Regions from separate parts of the Rattus norvegicus genome. Here region 2 is linked to region 1. The links are chromatin contacts, called in public Hi-C maps. All regions are on one chromosome and are shown on one strand. Each heading gives the region's core, a stretch centred on a gene start, on an enhancer-like site or on the middle of the called end of the contact. The rest is flanking DNA. Distances are from core to core; before and after follow the strand shown. Region 1 holds the start of Nyap1 (neuronal tyrosine-phosphorylated phosphoinositide-3-kinase adaptor 1). Region 2 holds the start of Gnb2 (G protein subunit beta 2).

Region 1 (4,250 bases), core at 1,141-3,640:
GTTGGTTGGTCTGGGAATATAGTTTAGTAGAGTGCTTGCCTCATATAAATAAAGACCAGGGTTCCATCTCTAGCATCGGTAAACTACTGTAAATTACACACCTGTAATCCCAGCACTCTAGAGGGAAGGGTTATTCTTGGGACAGTGAATAAGAGGCTAGCCTGGGCTACATAAGATTCTGCCAAAAAAAAAAAAAAGTAGTTTTTTTTCTTTTCTTTCTTTTTCTTTTTCTTTTTCTTTTTTTTTTTTTTTTCCGGAGCTGGGGACCGAACCCAGGGCCGTGTGCTTGCTAGGCAAGCGCTCTACCACTGAACTAAATCCCCAACCCCAAAAAAGTAGTTTTAAGCCTTCACCTTTTCTCAAAGGGAAGAAAGATGGCATGAATGCAGATATTCAAAGAGGGAAATTGAGGCTCAGAAGCATTTCATTGTTTCTCTACAGCAGAATTCAGGTTTCTATGGGGATATCTAGACTCCTTGCTTTGACTCACATAATTTTTTTTTAAGACAAGGTCTTAATAGCCCAAGCTGGTAGCCAAGTAAATCCTGATTCTTCTTTCACACAACTGAGTCCAAGAATTACAAACGCAGCCGCCACACCTGACATTCATGGAAACTTCTCATCACCTTTCTTATCGTGGTAGACTCAGTGCTCGTGAGTTAACCTAGGCATGCTAGTTCAGTTCAACACTTCACTGTTGAGCTTCGGAACACACTGGCCTTGAACTCAGAGGTCTGCATGCCTCTGCCTTCCAAATGCTGACAAAAGGATGCCCCAATGTGCCCGTCTTACAGTTTATTTGGTGTGTGTGTGTGTGTGTGTGTGTGTGTGTGTGTGTGTGTGTGTGTGTGTGTTTGGTTGTGGGAATGTGCCCATTGGTGCAGGTGCCTGAGGCTGCTGGGCAATCTGATCCTCTGAAGCAGGTATTACAGGGAGTTGTGAGCCACTCAGTGTGGGCGCTGGGAGCTGAGCTCTAGTCTTCTGCAAAAGTAGTATGTGCTTGTTTTTAAGGATAGGTAAATGTTGGGGGGGGGATGGGTGACACACACCTTTTTTTTTTTTTTTTTTTTTGGTTCCTTTTTTCGGAGCTGGGGACCGAACCCAGGGCCTTGCGCTTCCTAGGCAAGCGCTCTACCATTGAGCTAAATCCCCAACCCCGACACACACCTTTAATCCCAGCACTCGGATAGCAGAAGTAGGCAGATCTTTGAATTCTAGGCTGGCCTGGTCTACAGAGTGTGTCCCAGGACAGTCTAGGCTACACAGAGAAACCCTGTACTGAAAAACGAAAATCAAACAAAAGCAATTCCTTCCCCTCTCTTGTCTATTTATTCTTTATCTCTTTGTTAAAATTCATCCAGCACTCAGGAGGCAGAGGCAGGTGGATCACTGTGAGTTCCAGACCAATCTTGTCTACGAACTGAGTTCCACGACAGCCAGGGTTACACGCAGAAAAATCTTGTCTGAAGAAAAAAAAAAAAAAAAACAAAACACACTCTTTCTTCTCTTGTCTGTCTTGCTTTAGCCATAGTAAAGAATGGCTGTAGTAGCCGGGTCCTGTAGTCCAGGAAACAAGCTTCCCACATACGCTTACTCCTCCAGACTGCATCCCTATATGGGGCTGTTGATTTACAAAGTGCTTACAACCCTCTTCCTTCCTAAGGTCTTTATTTATAGTCTCACGCAGGCCATGTTGGCTTTGAACTTGTGTAGCAGAGGATGACCTTGAACTGAAGGTCCTCTCGATTCCACCTGAGGAATGCTGGGATCACAGGTGTCTGCCACAGCGCGCCAGGCCTCCAGTAAGGTTAATCAAGGCAAGTATGACATGAGACACAGCTCAGACAAGCAGTGAGATCTGCTTGAAGCCACATAGCACACCTGCAAAGATTTTGCCGCATTGAAAGCATCCACAGGTACCAGGGATTAGGATGTACATATTTTGCAGGGATCTTTTTTTTTTTTCAGTCATTGGAGGATACAGCCGAGTTCTCCTCGATGCCAATTTACCCAACCACAAAGCTATGTGTTGAAGCTAATCCAAGCAAGGAATTTGTCAGAGGGCTGATGAGAAAAGGTTAACGGAGGGGAGGGGTGAGGTCACATCCCTAACCACTCCCAAGTAGTGGTCTCCAGTACAGACCAACCTAGTGCGCGCAGATCCTGGCGGGCGGCGCCCACGGAGTCAAAGGTTAGTAAGGGATGACTTGGACCGCGGGGGCGGACGTGCGGAAGACTTTGAGCCCCACACGGTGGAACAAGGTCCGGGCGCCTGGGAGGCTGCAAGGGGAGGAGGCCCAGCACCAAGCCAATCCCTCCCCGCACCTAGGGCGGGGTGGCGGGGTGGGGGCACGGCCCGGGGTAGGCCAAAGGAGCACGCCCCCTGCTGAGCAGATGCGCTGATCTCGGGGCAGGCGACTCGGAGTCCCTCTGCCCGCCTCACCGCTTGGCAGCCGCAGCCTCCCACCCGGGAACACTAAGGCGCACGGGGTTCGCGGGTGGGTGCGACCTCCAGGCTCCCGCTGGGGGGCGCCGCTGAGCACCCCGCTCCGCTCTGCTTAGGGATTGGGAGACCCAACCCAGCACAGCACCGCTGAGTAGGGGGCGCGGGTTGGCGAGGACCAGACGCCCGAAGGCTGGGGAGCGGGACTCCCACACCCCAAGACCTTCCTCTCAAGATCCCCTGTACGCTCCGCAGTCCCTGCATCCTCCACCCCAACCTCCTGGTGCAGCGCCACACCGCCGTTCCCGCTCTGTCCTTGGAGGGTGTGGAAGGGTGGGTTTGGGGCCGGGGGCGGGTCTGGGGGCGGACCCGGAGGCGGGGCTGTCTCTGCGGCAGGGCCCAGTTCGGCTCCCCCGGTCTCTCTCTGTCTCTCCTCCTCCCTCCTCCTGCTCCGGGCGGAGCCCGGCATGGGGGGGCCGGCGCCCGGCAGGCCAGGTACGGTGATGTAGAAACTGGGGAGGCTTCATGCGGGGAGGTGGTGATGGGGGGACTAGGGGTAGGGAGGATTGGCGGGGCGAGAGGCGGAGACACCCAGGGTAGCAGGACAAGGGGAAGAGGAGGGGGTGCCCCGGGAACCTGGGGCCCTTGGATGGAAAAAGGGGGGGGGGGAATGAAGCAGGCCAGGTTTGGAACAAACTGGGGAAGGAGGAGGACGGCTGTGAGGAGGGGCTCCAGGGAGGAGACGTGAAGCTGAAGGCGAAAGGGAGAGAGTGTGTTTGGGGGAAGGGACGCAAAGCGCAGGTATGGAGGCCGCAGCACAGAAGGTTGCTATGGGGCCAGGCTGGAGACCCCCGCCCCCGCCAGGGTGGGATTCAGGGGCGGGACTACTAGGGGGAAGCCGGGGTTCTCCCAAATCCTGGAGCAGACAGAAGGTAGATTGATTTGGGCTATCAGCAAGAGGAGGGAGGCAGAAACCATTGCCGAGGGACCAGAGAGCTCAAATAGAGGTGGACGGAGGTCCAGGCCCAGGATTGGAAAAGCGGGGACTCCAAAGAGTGAAGGTAGATGGACGGGTGGAATTTTAGTTATCCAACTCAGTATCGCCATCCTTCCTTCAGCATCCCCACCCTGTCCTGATGAACCCCCCACTAAACCTCGGGCCCAAAAGAGGGTAGCAAGCCTAACTGCCCCCCCCCCCGGTTGGGTGTGATGTACGCAAGTAGGCCCCGAGCACAACTTGTCTGAAGGTGTGGCCAATTCCATAGCAGATTTGTGTGCTAGAGGTCTGTGTGTATCGGTGGGTGTGTCTGTGGGTGTTTATGTCTGTGTGTTTGTTGTTCCTGGGTTTGTGTTTACCTGTGCCCCTTTATGTCTGTCCCTGTTTGTAGATCTAAGTCTGTCGCTGGTGGTGTGTCTAAATATGCTGTGTCCCTACAGAGTTGCTGTATGCTTGAGAGGTCTGTCTGTGGTGGTTCAGGATCTATTTACACAGAATGGGAATCTGTGTCAACCTGATCTCTCAGTGTCTGTGGCTCCAAACACCTTTGTCAGGGTGTGTGATTCCGGACACACACACACACACTTCTATGGCTGGCTGGATGGGAGGGGTCCCCTAAGCTGTACTGGAAATTCTGTGCCTGTGTTTTCCTCTTCTGAAGACCCAAATCATGTCTCTGTTCCTCTTTCTTTTTTTCATTCCTCCCTCCCCAACCATATCCTTCTTTTTCTCTCCACCCATTCCCTTTATCAAGTGGATCCGGGACCCAGGGAGGGCCGCCCCCCGGGCCTGGTGGCATTAAGCAGGGCC
Region 2 (4,250 bases), core at 776-3,275, 200 kb after region 1:
CTCTAGGCAGCTAGCTCACTTACGTGGCTTTAAGAAAGTCACTTTGGCCCTGTGTACCTTGAGGATACTAGAGTAAAACTATGCAGAAGGTCTTTTCTTCTCAGTTTCTTTTTTTTTTTTTTTTTCCGGAGCTGGGGACCGAACCCAGGGCCTTGCGCTTCCTAGGTAAACGCTCTACCACTGAGCCAAATCCCCAACCCTCAGAAGATCTTTTCCAAATTGTAATGTTGAATCTGTTATCTGTATAAGTCATGGGATATGTCAATTAAAGGAGAAGGTGAACGAGGTGGCATTGCTAGTGTCGTTTTGCTTTCTGTCCTGTGTTTTTTAGACAGGGTGCTGTTATGGAGGTCCGACATTACAAGTGTGGGCTACCACATCTGGTGCCTAGGAGGTTGAAGTGGGCAGAGGTGGTTGGGATCTTCCTCAATTGCTTTGCGGCTTAATTCCTTCAAGGTCTAGTTTACGTGTATGAATGTTTTCCGTTTCTGCTTGTGTGCATGTGTCCGTACCTGGTGCATCAGAAGAAGGCATTTGATTCCCTGGAACTGGAGTTACAGAAGGTTATGAGCCACCATGCCAGGCCTGGCAACAGACCCCTGGTCCTCTCTTTTTTTTTTTTTTTTAAATTTATTTATTATATATAAGTACACTGTAGTTGTCTTCAGACACACCAGAAGAGGGCATCAGATCTCATCACAGATGGTCGTGAGCCACCATGTGGTTGCTGGGATTTGAACTCAGGACCTCTGGAAGAGCAGTCAGTGCTCTTAACCGCTGAGCCATCTCTCCAGCCCACCCTGGTCCTCTCTTAACTGCTGAATCAGCTGCTCCTGCTTTAATATTTGAGACAAGACCTCTCACCTGAACTCCCTAACTGAGTCAGACAGGCTGACCAGCAACCTTTCAGGGACCTTTCCACCCTTGCACACATTGGGGGCATAGGCGAGACCACTGTGCCTGGATTTCTTTTCTTTCACTTGGTTTTCTGGGATCAGACTCAGGTCTTTCTTTTTGCATGGTAAGCACTCTGTTGCCTTAGCCATCTGTCCAACCCCCTCTCCCAACACACTTTTTGAGACATGGAAATCCAGGTACCCCCTTGGTGGGGTGCTCCACAGTGTAGTTTCCTTCAACGGTTGAAGTTATTAAAGTTGAGATCGTATCTCAACTCTTCAGCCTGAGTCTATAGTCAGTATCATGAAGATTAATAAACAAAAATTTTGGCGGGAGATGTGGTTCGGTTGGTAGAGTGTTTGCCTAACATACATGAAGCCCTAGTTCCACCCTGCATATATCAGGCACAGGGGTGTGTACCTGTAATTCCAGCACTCGGTAGGTGCAAGCAGGAAGATTATCAGTTTAGGGTTATCCTGGGCTCATGATACTCTATCACAAACCAAAAACCCTTTAAGTATGCAAATCAATAACTAGGAACTCTTATTGCAGTGGTATGAGGCGTAGTCTAGGGAGCCTAAAACCCTCACAGTGCTGCGCTTGAAGAATCGTCTGGGTGTAATTCCCTCTGAGTTGCATTTTATGGGACTCTAGTGGTCACCAAACTACTCCCTGTCTTTTCCTGCCGCGCTGTCCTGCACTGGTTTAAGACTTCTCAAGCTCCGCCTCCGGGGAAGGGCGTGGCCTCACCAGAGGGGGCGTGTACAAGCCGAGAATTGGGCCTTCTTGCCTCCAGTCTGGAGCCGCCCAATCCGGGGGGTTGAAGGAGGTCGATCACGTGACCGGGAGTTTTTTTTTTCACCCTCCCTTATGCCTATACCACTTCTGCTGTCCCTAGGGAGGATGTCTTGCTCCTTTTCAGGAAGTAAACCATGTATTGTGATCTTTGATGAGTTAGAAAAAGGTAAAATTGTACTTTTACTGTGACTGAGTCAGTTTTTGCCTCTGGAGTGGTATTTTCGCCTCTAGGCTTCCCCCCACAACTTGGGTAGTTGGTCTCGTCCAGCCTGGCCCTGGGCGCGGCGGCGACGGCCGCGTCACTGGCGGGCGGGATCCCTCCGCTCTGGGGAGAGCAGCGCTGGACGGTTGAGTTGGGGTGACTGAGGAAATCCATCCGCGTCGCCGCCGCTGCCGCCTCCGCCGCGGAGGAAGACAGGACCTCCCGCGCTCCTCCAAGCGACCCCTTGGCAGAGTCCCACCACCTCAGGTACCTCCGCTGACAAAAGGAGTCCTCATCTCCCCCAGCCCCAAATCCTCACGGGTGTGTGTGTGGCAGGGGGAAGCCTCGGTTCCTTCCGTCTCCCGGGTTTGGCTCTTGGGAAACGGACGTAACTCCCCAGACCTCCCCTCCCTTCCTCTGGCCCGGTCGTTTCCAAACCCGGAAGGGGAACTGGGGGGGACCCTCGGCTTCAATAATGCATGCGCTCCCTGCAGTATCAGTGGCAATTTTTTTCTAATTTAGACCCCCATCCCAGCCCCGCCTGCCTCTTACTCCCTTAATAGTTGGGGGGCTAAATTCCGGGTTTCTTCTAGGTCCTGTCCCGCCCCCTTTCCCCCACCACCACCCTGCTGCCTGCCCTTGGGTTACAAGCCTCGTGCCCACTCGTTTCACACCCTTGCTTGCATTAGCCTTGCAGAACTCCAGAATCCCAGGAGATACGGCCAAGGCCTCAAGGCCACCCTTGTCTTCGTCTCCACCCTACTGTCCCTTGATTTAGGCTCTGGCAGTGTTTTCTCAGTCCCGAACCCTAAACTGGAGATCTCAGCTCCTTATTCTTTTTATAAATCCCTACCCCAGGTCTGGCACCTAGTCGCCTGTCCCCTTCACCCAGCTTTCTTTTGGGCAAAATGGAGGTCCTACGAACTGGAGGGCCTGGCCCACTGCACTTCGCAGCACGGCACCAGCCTGCGCCGTCCAGCTGCTAGATCTGAGGACCCTCTCTTGTCTCCTCTCACACCTGCGGAGGCGGTGGCACCTTTTTTGTTTGTTTGTGGGGTATGGTTGCTTTATCCCTAGAATCGAGGAGCTGCTGAGGGAACCTTGGAGGGTAATGGGGATCAAGGGCTGGGAGCGTGGTCCCCGACCCAGTGTCTTCTTCCTGGCCTGTTTTCCTTCTGCTTGTGTCATTGGGGCCAGACCTGGGCTGCTGGCAGCTGGAAGAAAGGGGCTTTTGTCCACAGCTGGAGTGGGGTACTAGCTGTGTCGTTGCCCCCCCTCCCACTTCATTTTGGAGGGGCATCCTCTGGCACTGGCGCAGAAAGCTGAACTTATGGAGGGGAAACATCTTCGGGGAAGAGGAACGCCCAGTGGCTGGGGGAAGTGGGAGCTGGGTGGGGGACGTCTGGGTCGCCAGAGTGCAATAATCACGTCCAGATCGCACAGGTGTCCCGGGAAGGCAGGACGTCGGAGGCTGGAGTGGTGCCAGCTAGGCCTCGGGGGCTCTTGGGCGCAGAGCTGGGCTCTAGGGGTGCCTAGGGGCATCGGGCCGAGCCGCCTGGGGCTGCTCGCCGGCGCCTGGGAGAGAGCAGCTACGCGCCCCGGGACCAGGGGCCTCTCTTCGGAGCCCTAATTACTTCTGAGAGGCTCCCACGGGCTTTGTGCGGGCGCGGCGGGGCGGGCGACCTCGCTGCTGAAGGGAGCTGGCGGCTTGGGGGTTTGCCTTCCCCGCTACTCCCGCACTGACCAGAGGCTAATGGGGTGCAGCCGGCCCGGAATGGGGATTATCCCGGGTTGAGCCGTCCCGAACCTATTAGTGCTCAATCGGCTTTTCCCAAATCCTGTAAACAGCCACCCTGGCCGGTTCTGGGTAAGAGGCGGGAGACTAGGTCGGGCGGGGGCGATGGGGGCCGGGGGTGGGGTCACCCACCCTACAGGTCTCTGCCGCGGATGCGGTTGCCTTGGAAACGAGGCTAGGGTGGGGGCACTTCACCAATGAGGTGCTCTCAGTTCGGGTGACGGTTGCCTAGGCAACCCCACGAACAGCCTAGCTTTTCCCCTCATCCCCCCCCCATCACCACCTCTGTCTTAGCTGGGGGTGTGTGTGGAGGGTGTGCGGTGTGTGGGGGTGAATTTAAACAGGCACCGCCCCTTTTTAAAATTAGGTGCTGGGAGGGCGGCGCCTTGTGCGGGCTGGGGCGGACGCCAGGTCTGTTTTCGAAGGGACTCCCCCCAACCCCATCCCCAGTTCCTGCCGCCCGAGTGTCCCGCCCGGGCTGCTGTCCGAGGGAGGGGTTTCCCCTGCTCTTCCTCTTGCACTTCCCACTTTGTTTCCGGGGGCCCGGGAGGAAGATTG

Evidence for each region. Hi-C and Micro-C count contacts between places; a contact is called where the count stands out from the background.
Region 2: a contact with region 1 is called in a Hi-C map of the A7r5 cell line, with 2.4 times the contacts expected there. The contact joins the promoter of Gnb2 here to the promoter of Nyap1 in region 1. A contact is called at or near these places in 1 of 12 Hi-C or Micro-C datasets (the A7r5 cell line) and 1 of 1 datasets of contacts at active chromatin or transcription factors (oligodendrocytes).

Annotation. Positions count from the first base shown.
Region 1 is chr12:24,590,674-24,594,923 of GRCr8, forward strand. Nyap1 (neuronal tyrosine-phosphorylated phosphoinositide-3-kinase adaptor 1) reads left to right here and starts at 2,391. Exons shown (of 7, transcript NM_001107132.1): 1 at 2,391-2,938; 2 at 4,195-4,250.
Region 2 is chr12:24,793,754-24,798,003 of GRCr8, forward strand. It overlaps Gnb2 (G protein subunit beta 2), which reads left to right and starts at 2,026. Exons shown (of 9, transcript NM_031037.2): 1 at 2,026-2,164.